2 separate regions of the Rattus norvegicus genome follow, and region 2 is linked to region 1. A link is a contact called in public Hi-C data. All regions are on one chromosome and are shown on one strand. Each heading gives the region's core, a stretch centred on a gene start, on an enhancer-like site or on the middle of the called end of the contact. The rest is flanking DNA. Distances are from core to core; before and after follow the strand shown.

The links. A called contact is a pair of places that touch in the nucleus more often than the background predicts.
Region 2: a Hi-C map of the A7r5 cell line shows a contact between it and region 1, with 1.8 times the contacts expected there. The contact joins two enhancer-like sites. A contact is called at or near these places in 3 of 12 Hi-C or Micro-C datasets (the A7r5 cell line, the Rat2 cell line and Schwann cells).

What each region holds. Positions count from the first base shown.
Region 1 is chr19:47,383,017-47,388,090 of GRCr8, forward strand. The region is part of intron 1 of Arhgap10 (Rho GTPase activating protein 10); the gene reads left to right. Among named protein-coding and RNA genes, the nearest start is that of Arhgap10, 33 kb to the left of the region's middle. Within about 2 kb of position 1,870, at least 21 of the 93 cell types and tissues checked have an H3K27ac peak or open chromatin away from gene starts, as enhancers often do. A contact at or near this core is called in the A7r5 cell line, where this site is marked.
Region 2 is chr19:47,442,704-47,447,827 of GRCr8, forward strand. It overlaps Arhgap10 (Rho GTPase activating protein 10), which reads left to right. Exons shown (of 23, transcript NM_001109501.1): 5 at 3,547-3,648. Among named protein-coding and RNA genes, the nearest start is that of Arhgap10, 92 kb to the left of the region's middle. Within about 2 kb of position 1,253, at least 9 of the 93 cell types and tissues checked have an H3K27ac peak or open chromatin away from gene starts, as enhancers often do. A contact at or near this core is called in the A7r5 cell line, where this site is marked.

The DNA of each region.
Region 1 (5,074 bases), core at 620-3,119:
TGCGAGGATTGTTTGGTCCATAATACTGCTTCAGTATCCATCGGACTGATTAGGGAGCAGAGACGAGAAATCGAGCACAGTGACATGAGACATGTCACTCAGACTTGAGTCTCGGCCCTGAGTGTCAACTCCCAGCTTCCCTGATGCATTAGTTTTTGGCACCTACTCTTCTGACCATAGCAAAGCCCCCTTTTCTGATCTTTAAGGTCTCTGCGCAGCATTTTACATGCAGCGGGTGCATTGTCCTCTGTAGCCCTGCCCCTGGCCCCAGATGCCAGCGCACAGAGAAAGTTGACTTCTGCCGCTGTCATTGGTGGAATGTTTATAGATGTTTTGTTTGAGTGAGCGGCCTTGTGGTGTTCCCACAGGCAGCCGGCAGCTGAGGAATCCTCGGTGTAGAATCTATGATAAATGGTGGAAGAGAGGCTTTCCAGACCCCTTGCGTCTTGTTTAAGCCAAACTTACTTGGAGTTGCCCTGTTGCCGCTGGTTTTGATAGGAAGCAGCCGCCTGGAGTTGGGAGTGGCGATGGTTTGGGAGAGCTCATGGACTCCTGTATTAGACTCCATCTAATACAGGCCCGTTGTTGTGAGGCTAGAAGCATCCTGTGGAGTTTTGATCCCCAAAGGCATAGATACTAGAGCGGAAGTTGGGGCACATTCTACACACTTAGGAGCCTGTTGGCCACAGTCACACTGCGATTCTGGGTCTGTGTGTTTGTATTAACCACAGACCAGTCCAGAAAAATCCCGGACCACTTTGACTCGACAGCAGAGTGCACTTCCAGCCGTCACAGTCAGCCACCTTCCGAGTGTAGCGCACAGCGCTGATGTCACTGCTGACCCTGGACGTGCCAGACTGTTTTCGTTATGTGCCCTTGTCTCTCTAGCTTTCAGAAATTGGGTTTTCTTGCTTTGCCAGTTGGCTTAATAACTGTGCAGCCCGATGAGATGTTTTTCAAACTTGTCCTCATGTTGACCCCAAGGCTTGGAGATGTAGCCTTCTGACAGGCAGGCAGATGCCTAATTATGAGTCACACCTACAGGGCTGCCGCAGCAGTGACTCCGTTCACACTCCGACAGCCTGTTCCTCTCACTAGCGGGACAGACGGTGAGGCTGTTAGGGAGAGTTCTCTGCTTTGAGCTCCTTTCAGGCGTGTGTGGGTTTATTTGCTTCGTCTCTCATGGCTATTTTGTGTGTTTTTAGAAAACTCAATTTCTGAAAACGAGACCATTTTCTGTAGTCATGAAGGGGTCTTGAGAAGTTGAAATCTTGGAACTAGAAAAGGCCATTTGGGGTTGGTGAGACTCTCAGCAGTGCGGGATGCCTGCCGTTCTCCTGTTCGGTTCTTCAGGCCTGTCAGGTGGCTTGTAATCACTGTAACTCTAGCTCCTGGGGACCTGACACATTCCTCTGTGGGTACATGCACACACAAAAAGATTTTTTAAATGGACTGTGTTGGTCCAGCTATTGTGTATCTGTCTCCGTCTCTCTCCCCCTCCCCTTCCCCTTCTCCGTGTGTGTGTGTGTGTGTGTGTGTGTGTGTGTGTGTGTGTGTGTGTGTGTGCGCCAGTATGCATGAGCCTTTGTGCTAAATCCCACCCTGCTTTCTGCCTTGTGCTCCTTACAGCTTACATGGAGATGAGGAACATTCAGATGCGGAAATGGAGAAGCTCCCATCGGAAAGATTTGTACTGTTCTCACCAAGAGGGACAAAATGACTCGAAACATGTGGGTTTTTATCTTTTGGGCCTGGTTTTGGCATTTAAAAAATTAAAAAAAAACCAAAACCCTTCTTTGAGGTGTTGAGAGAGTGGGTGTGGCTAGTTGCTCAAGTGTCCAGCCCTGAGAGCTTGCTTGGGGCAGCAGTGTTGAGAAGCATTGGGTTGTTCTGACTCATCCATGGGCAAAGCGTTGATGGACTCAGTGTAGACAGAGGTTGGGAGGCGGCAGAAACTGGGGCAGTGGGACATGTGCTGCTCCCTGCTTCAGGCTGCTTCAAGGTCAGCAGCACCAAACTACGCTGTGATCCTCCACAGGACCAAGAACAATGGAGCAGGCCAGCCTTGGCCTGAAACAGCCAAAATAAATCATCTTTACGTTGTTTTTTTTTTTTTTTCTGTTATTTTGGGATTGTGTGGAAAGCCAGATAATACAATAAGTTTTCCTAACTTGACACTGTGTGTGTGTGTGTGTGTGTGTGTGTGTAGAGAGAGAGAGAGAGAGAGAGAGAGAGGGAGAGAGAGGGAGTGGGAGAGGGAATGGGAGAGGGAGAGGGAGAGGGAGAGGGAGAGGGAGAGGGAATGGGAGAGGAAATGGGAGAGGGAGAGAGAGATTGGACTTTTTCTGTCATATGGTAAATGTTACCAGCTTTGATTGGCAGTACGTTTTCTTCTCCTTTCTTGTCTGGTGTAACTGGGATTTTGGAAGAATGTGGTTGCTCTTTCCAGGGTGCCACCACTTTGATCTAATACATGAAATCTGTCCTTGTGACTCGGCCTGCTCTCCCTCAGGCTGCCAAGAACCTTTCAGTGAAAGTGCTACTCAAAAGTTGCTGTCTCAGGCTACAGCTGCAAACAGATCTCTGAGTTCGAGGCCAGTCTGGACTACATAGCAAGTTCTAGGCTGGCAGGGTTCACATAGAGAGACCCTGTCTCAAAAAAACAAAAAACCAACCAAACAAAAAAAACCCCCCCAAAAAACCCCAAAAAACAAAGTTGGTGTTAGGCGATGCAGGGTAGCTCATACCTATAAGCTTCCTTGTGAAGGGAAAGAAGGACAGACGGACCAAATGCCAGCAATAAGGAAGGACAGAGAGATGGACCAAATGCCAGCAATAAGCCGAGCTGTTCTTTTAGCTGTAGTCTGTCCAGTTTGCAGCAGTCCCCTTTCGTATGTCAGGATGCAAACCATAGAGCAGTGGTCCTCCGCCTTCCTAATGCTGCCACCGTTTAATACGGTTTCTCATGCCCTGGTCACCCCTAACCATAAAATTATTCTTATTGCTACTTTACAACTGTAATTTTGCTACTGTTATGGATCCCAGTATAAATAGTCTTTTCTGGTGGTCTTAGGTGACCCCTATGAAAGGGTCGTTCAGCCCTGAGAGGGGTCATGACCCATGGGTTGAGAACTGCTGCTCTAGAGGCTGTTCTAGAGGCTGCTCTAGAGGCCTGGGAGTTCATGGTACTTAGCAGCTACTTTCCCGGAAGCTGTTCACAGGCCACTGCTGGTTGAAATGTTTCGGGACTGGGTGTATAGCCTCAGAGTCTATAGCACAATGCTGCCTCCCTTTTCCCCCTAAATATGGACTTTGTGCAGTCTCTTGTAATGCCTGCCGCGAGAGCGCTTAATGTTGGCATCTTGCTCCGTTACTGTTTTAACTAGTGTTGACTGAGTGGAACTGGAGATTAGTTCAGGTGAGTCCAGAAGCCGGTGGGGACACTCAGAGAGACCTGGAACAGCTTTCTGGGTGAGGAAAGACTGGTCTGACTTTGAAGGCTGGAGGGGGAGAGGTACTCTGAACAACACGGGGATAGAAGAGGAGCAGATTCCGTTCTGGGGACTGAGAGGTCATCCCTGGAGTACAGACATAGCACAGGCCTCCTTGCCTCCCTCTCTCTGAGCCTCTGCTAGCCCCCAGCCTGTTTCTCCTGGGGTGTGGAGTAACTGTTTCTAGCAAGTTCCCTGGTGACGAGACTGCTGCTGGTCTGGGGGCTACTCTTTTTTTTTTTTTTTTGGTTCTTTTTTTTTTTTTTTTTTTTTTTCGGAGCTGGGGACCGAACCCAGGGCCTTGCGCTTCCTAGGCAAGCGCTCTACCACTGAGCTAAATCCCCAGCCCCTTAACATTACTCGTGGTCATTTTTTTACATTTAAGGCCAGCCTGGGTTACAGGAGACCCATCTTTTTTTTTTTTTTTTTTTTTTTTTCTTCTGGGGCTGGGGACCGAACCCAGGACCTTGCGCCTCCTAGGCAAGCGCTCTACCACTGAGCCAAATCCCCAACCCCAGCCGGGGGCTACTCTTAGAAAAGCTGAGACTGAAGGACTCCTGCTGGAGCAGAGCCAGTGTGTCCAGTGTGTCCAGCAGACAGCCTGGCTGCCGACGTCCAGCGTCACCACACACATATGCACCATGTTCCCTTGTGCAAGCACTGACTCTCGCGATGTCTTACTAGCCTCAGGAGGGGGCACTCCTGCATGCTTGGGTACCAGAAGCCAGGGATGACTTTTGATCAGGAGAGATGGTTGTTACTTCCTTACAGAAGTGACCAGGAACGGTAAGAACTGAGGGAAGAGGGCTGTGGCTGTAATGGAGGTGGCTTGCCAGAGTGCATGCTGGTGAGAAGTGGATACAAAGAGGGAGGAAGGCGGAAAGGAGCCTGTCCTGGTGGCCTAATATTTCCTTGAGCTTGGAGCCTGGAGTTGGTGATCCCATGGAGCAGAAGCTGTTCTCCAGGAAGGTGTCAGTGTTTTAACTGAATTCAAGTAGTTTTCTTCTGAAGTTATTGTCTACCATGTGTTGTAGACAAAGCTCTGTGTGATTTTCTCTGCCTTTAAATTGTCCCCTTTTCCCCCTTTTTTGAGACAGAGTCTCATTGTCTAGTCCTGTATTGGCCTGGACCTTCCTATGTAGACCAGGCTTGCCCTGCCTCTCTTCCTCTTAAGTGCTGGGATTAAAGGCGTGTATCACCACGCCCGGCCTTTTAATTGCTTTGAAAGTCTAAGCTTTACCTGAGTCTGAACTTTGTGATCTCAAGTGTTTCCAACTTAATCTCCTGTTATCCTTAAGTTTGAATGAAAGGATATACAAATACTTATCTAAAAACCATCAGTCATTTCATGGTAATTCTCTAGGTTCTTACACCCGAATAGTCTTACCTAACTCCAAGTGAGTTAATATTGTTATCACTTAGAATTTAGCACTGTGTCCTGTTCATTGTTACCAGTTAGTAATCATTTTGTAATGCACAGTTGGTCATAGATGATACTGCTTAATATCTTCCCTGTTAATCAGAGCAATGCACAGTTATTTAGAAAATTTGGAGGATAACTATGAAATTGAGAACTAACACTT
Region 2 (5,124 bases), core at 3-2,502, 59 kb after region 1:
AATCTAAAATTGCTTTCTCGGACCCCTCTGAACTAGTAGCAGGAGCATGTAAGAATGAAGTGGACGCCCCAGACTGGTCTGACTGACTGACTATTCAGCTGACCGTGGAGAGAGCGGAGTTTGACACAAAAATTTAAACACGGGACTTGAAACAAATGTTGTTTCATAGATTATCACTTCTCACTCCTGCCTGGGACCAAACTCGTCACATTTTAAAAACATTTCTTTCCAAGAATATGTCTAACAGATAGATTTAATAAAAACTGACTTACCAAGATTCTGTAAACAACTGCAAAGTGTTGGTGAGACCAGCCCACTGGAGTGGTTTATCATATCGAGTGCTTTGGTAAAACAGGAGTGTTGCTGTGGGTAATCCTGTTACTTTCATTTTAGTTATAAAGCACCTACTTGTGCCTCAGAAGGCACAGCGTGAGGCCCTGGGGCACACAGGGTGCTGAAGTGGGTAGACTCACCCCGGGACTGGGTCTCATTGGCAGCGGGATGTTAGTGGGGCGTGGAGAATGGAAAGGAGGTGGAGGACTCTGCTTCATGGGGTGTTGGAAGAGCATCCTTGGTGATAGCTGCTCGCACTGGGTCCTAAGCCCTGTGAGGAGTAGTCCCTTCACCTCCTCACTCATATACAGAGAGAAGACTTGGAATGCCCTAAGAAAATGGTTAAATTCTCTAGACTCCTCAAACACTGGATGTTATTTAATGTTTATATGTGAGAGGTAAACCTTTTAGTTTCTCAAGAAAAGTTCTGAAATGTAGATAACTGTACAAAGATAGTCACATTAAAGAAAATTTAATACGAAAAATCCTCTCTCTCCCAAAACAAAAGTAAAATTCTGGCACAATATGTAGTTACATTCATGTTTTTATGGTTTATTTTATTTATTTATTTATTTTTTTTGGTTCTTTTTTTCGGAGCTGGGGACCGAACCCAGGGCCTTGCGCTTCCTAGGTAAGCGCTCTACCACTGAGCTAAATCCCCAGCCCCTATGGTTTATTTTTTATGGAAAGGTAAACGTGTTGGTAAAAGGTATAAAGGTAGCCGTGAATTGAGCGTCCAGTTCCTTTCTGACATTGGTGGCAGCCTCCCTCCCCTCCTTTGTTGTTTACCCTGTTAGCTGGGTGGCTGTGCACTGTTCTGAAATGCAGAAGGTTCAGCTTTCCTTAGACAGTGTTTCATTCCGAGGTCTGATGGCGATCTCTGAAGTATAGCCTCATTTTTTCCTTGTGACTCAGCCCATCTGGAATTAATTTTGACACGGGTGGGGTTCAGTTTCTGTTTCCCAGTCAAACAGTTAACACCGATCTGCCTAGTTCAGTGATGCATTTAAATGTGGGGCGCTCTCCTCCGGGCGCCTTTGTGTATATTTTACCGTGAGTGCCCTTTAAGAGGTCTGTGAATGTGAGTGGCGGGTCTCAGGTTCGGGAACTCCTCTCCCATGTATATATTTACATTGTTCTTATTTTATCCCACGCTGCTAAATTTAAGCCATATCTCTGTCTTTTCTCACATGTGCGGTTTTATAACACTATAAGGTATCTTCTCATGAGTGATATTTAATCTTTGCTTGGTTTAGTAATTTTATAAAAACATGTTGATATGTTTTCAGCTGTTTGATGAAAATTAGAAGAGGTGGCACACGCTTCCCGAGTGGAGACAGCCAGGTCTGTCACAGTTGCTCCTGCAGGTGACCATACACCAAGTGACCACGCGTATCCAGGTCGCAATGGAGTCTCCACGATGCCACTTTTAAATAGATGCTGTGGTGGAGTCCACAGTGTGGGGTGGACAGGACTTCCTGCTATTAAAATAGTCGACAAGAAGCTCAAGGAAAGCGGAGAGATGGTAGCTGTCTCTAATTGTAATAGACCGTACACGTACAGAGATGCTATGAACTACCCTGGTCATAAAGATAAAGGAAAAATGCTTCTGTTTCAGAGGCAGACTGAAAAGTTGGAAGCTGAAGGAAAGCTGCCTGACTCCCACGTTGTCCCTCACCCACCATGGACTATGGTTGTCAGCATAGGACATCCCAGGCCGTTCTGAGGAAAACTTAGATTCTCCTTGTCAGGCATTTTGGGAGACGACTTACCGACCATTCTATTTTTTACGTGCGGGTGTTTTGCTTGTATGCATGTCTGTGCACCGTATGCAGCACTCACCGAGTCTGATTTCCCGGGCCTAGAGTCAGAGTTTCTGTTTAGGCGCTAGGAAAGGAACGTGCTCCTGGAAGAGGACCGTCTCTCTACCCCACATTTTTGTTTTTTAGCTTTTCCACTTGGTAACTGGAGTTGGAGCATTTAATAATTGGGAAAAATCAACACTGATTCCCAAGTCTCATCTTCATGAATGTAAGGATTAATTCGTGGTCTTACAGGACGAGGCAGAGGGCGGTCCTGTCCTCAGATCCTACAATGTGTCCTGTGTAGTGCGGGCATGAATACCAGGACACAAAACAAATCACATTCTTTGTTTCATCTTCCCTAAAAGAGAAAACTCCTGCTAGGAAAGGCTGTGGTAGGTCGCCATTGCTGACTTAGGAAGCTAAGGAAGGGGATGTGCTGGGACGCTGTGAGCAGCAAGCAGGACCGTGACGTCTACGACATGCTTGTAGTATCCAAGGACGTAGCGTGTTCTCATGAGGCTAAAAGTGTTTGCTAAAAATGTGTCTAGCTGAGCAGTGCCTTCTCTGTCGTCTTTACATTCAGAAGCTGGGTTACTTGTTTTCTCAAGATGCCTTCATAGCAAAAGTAGACTGTAGTTCCAGGCGGTGCTGGAGAAATTCACCGTGAGTTGAGCAAACCAGCTGATGTCAGTGTCATTGTTGTGTTGGGGTCTGTTGACCAATTGCAGCTTCTCTTCACTGCTCTATGCATCTGAGGCAGGGATGGAACTCTGGCAGTTCTGCGTAGAGCGTTGTATATTCAACCTGAACTCTGACGATTTCCCTGAGATGTTCTAGGAGTGTTATGTCAAAAATATGGCCAAACTTACTGAGTTTATAATGAATTTCACCTTGTAGCAAAGTCCAGAGAAAGCTGTATTTATTCATTCCCTGCTGCTTCCCCACGAGACAGGGTATCTCTGTGTAACCCTGGTTGTCCTGGGACCAGGCTGACCTTGGACTCAGGGATCCACCTGTCTCTGTCTCCCCAGGGCTGAGATTAAAGGAGTGCTACCACCACCCAGCTGAAAGTTTGTTTTTAAAGCTCAACCTTTTCTGTTTTTCTTTCTGTGAGAGAAGATTGACATATCATTATCTCCCAACTCGAATGAATGTGAAGAATTGAACGTAGTCAAGGTTTGGGGAAACCTCAAGAGTACACGGTATGGGGAGTATCTTCCTAGTCCCAGCTCTGACTCGATGGTGGCTGTGGCTTGGGGACAGAGGCATTGCCTCAGAAGCTCCTTCATGTTTAGTGCCCTCTTGCTTTATTTTAGACGTTTTTCATATTTTATCCTCTGGTAGGTTAACAGTACATGTGGTTTATGTGTGTTATGTGTAACCACCATTGTCTGGTTTTAATTTGTAGGAAGAAAAAAAGAAGTTTGACAAAGAGACGGAAAGGAATTACAGTCTAATCGATAAGCACTTGACCCTGTCTGCCAGGAAGAAGGACACGCACTTGCAGGAGGTATCCTACCAGGGTCCTGTCGGCTTGCTTTCCAAGTTAAAAATACCCAATATGCTCCTTAAAAGTGTACTTCACGTGTGAGAGCTTTTCCTGCGATTGTGGAGACATGGGGAAACAGCAGATTCTTCAGTGGATTGGGGCTGGGGGGGGTCTGTGAAACGGGGCAACAATGAAGGTCTTACAGTATTGGTTCATACAGTGTGGTTCATACTAGTGACCATTAGGCTCTGAGATTTTCACAGGAACAGTAATGTTAGTCAGCATTAGAAAGGGTACACAGCAGCTGCCTGTACAGGGCACAGTGGTGTACACCTTCAGTCCCAGCACTCAGGAGGCAAAGGCAGGCAGATCCCTGTGAGTTTGGGGCCAGCCTGTTCTACACAGTGGATTCCCGGATAGCCAGGGCTACACAGAAAAACAGTCTCGAAAAGTTTGAAAAACAAACAAAAACTAGCAAAACCCACATGCTTACCATGCTCAGTGGACACAGCTAGGCCTGTTCTTGGCTTTCAAGTTGTCTTGAGGAATTGAACTGCACGAGCTCATACATATGTGTGTGAACTGCATGGGCGCACACACTGTCTTTTGTATGTAAACTGCATGAACCTTACACAGTGTCTTACGTATGTGAACTGCACGAGCTTACACTGTTTCATGTATGTGAACTGCATGAGCTCACACACTGTTTTACATATGTGAACTGCATGAGCACACACACTGTTTACATATGTGAACTGCATGAGCACACACACTGTTTCATATGTGTAGGAGCAGAATTAGTCTGATTGAACGCCCAGAGCTAGGGAGCTCCTTGTTGGAAAGTGGATCCATTCTACTTGTGTGAATAGACTGAGTTTGCTTTCTTTTTAAAGCAGTGTGCAAGCTGAAAGGAATTTATATCTTATCTCTCATTTTTCCCCATCTTTTCTAAATTTTTTGACTTTTTTCCTCCCTCTTATAGGCTTGAATAGAGACTTCAGTTATTCACAGTGTGAGGCATAGGCTTTTAAAAGAGCTTTTGTACTTTTACAATAGATTATGTGTATATATGTATATATATGTAAATGGTGTGTGTGTGTGTGTGTGTGTGTGCGTGCGTGTGTGTGTGTGTGACTGTGCACATGAGTGTTGGTGTATGTGGACATGAGTATCAGTGCCCACAGAGACCAGAATGGAGTCAGGTCCTCAGGAGCTGAGTTATTGTTGGTGGGAACTGCCTGGTCAAGAATGCTGGGAGGAAAACTTCTATAAGAGCAGTCTGCACTCCTTTTTTCTGAAGAAATAGTTCTTTATCACTGAGAACACACACACACACACACACACACACACACACACAATTATGAAGTGTGATTGTATGACACACACACACACACGAAGTGTGATCGTATGACATATTACGCTCTTCCTTTCCCCATAGCTACTGAAGACCTCAGTACCTTCCTTTAGCCCAGAACATAAGTTTTATTAGCAATAGTG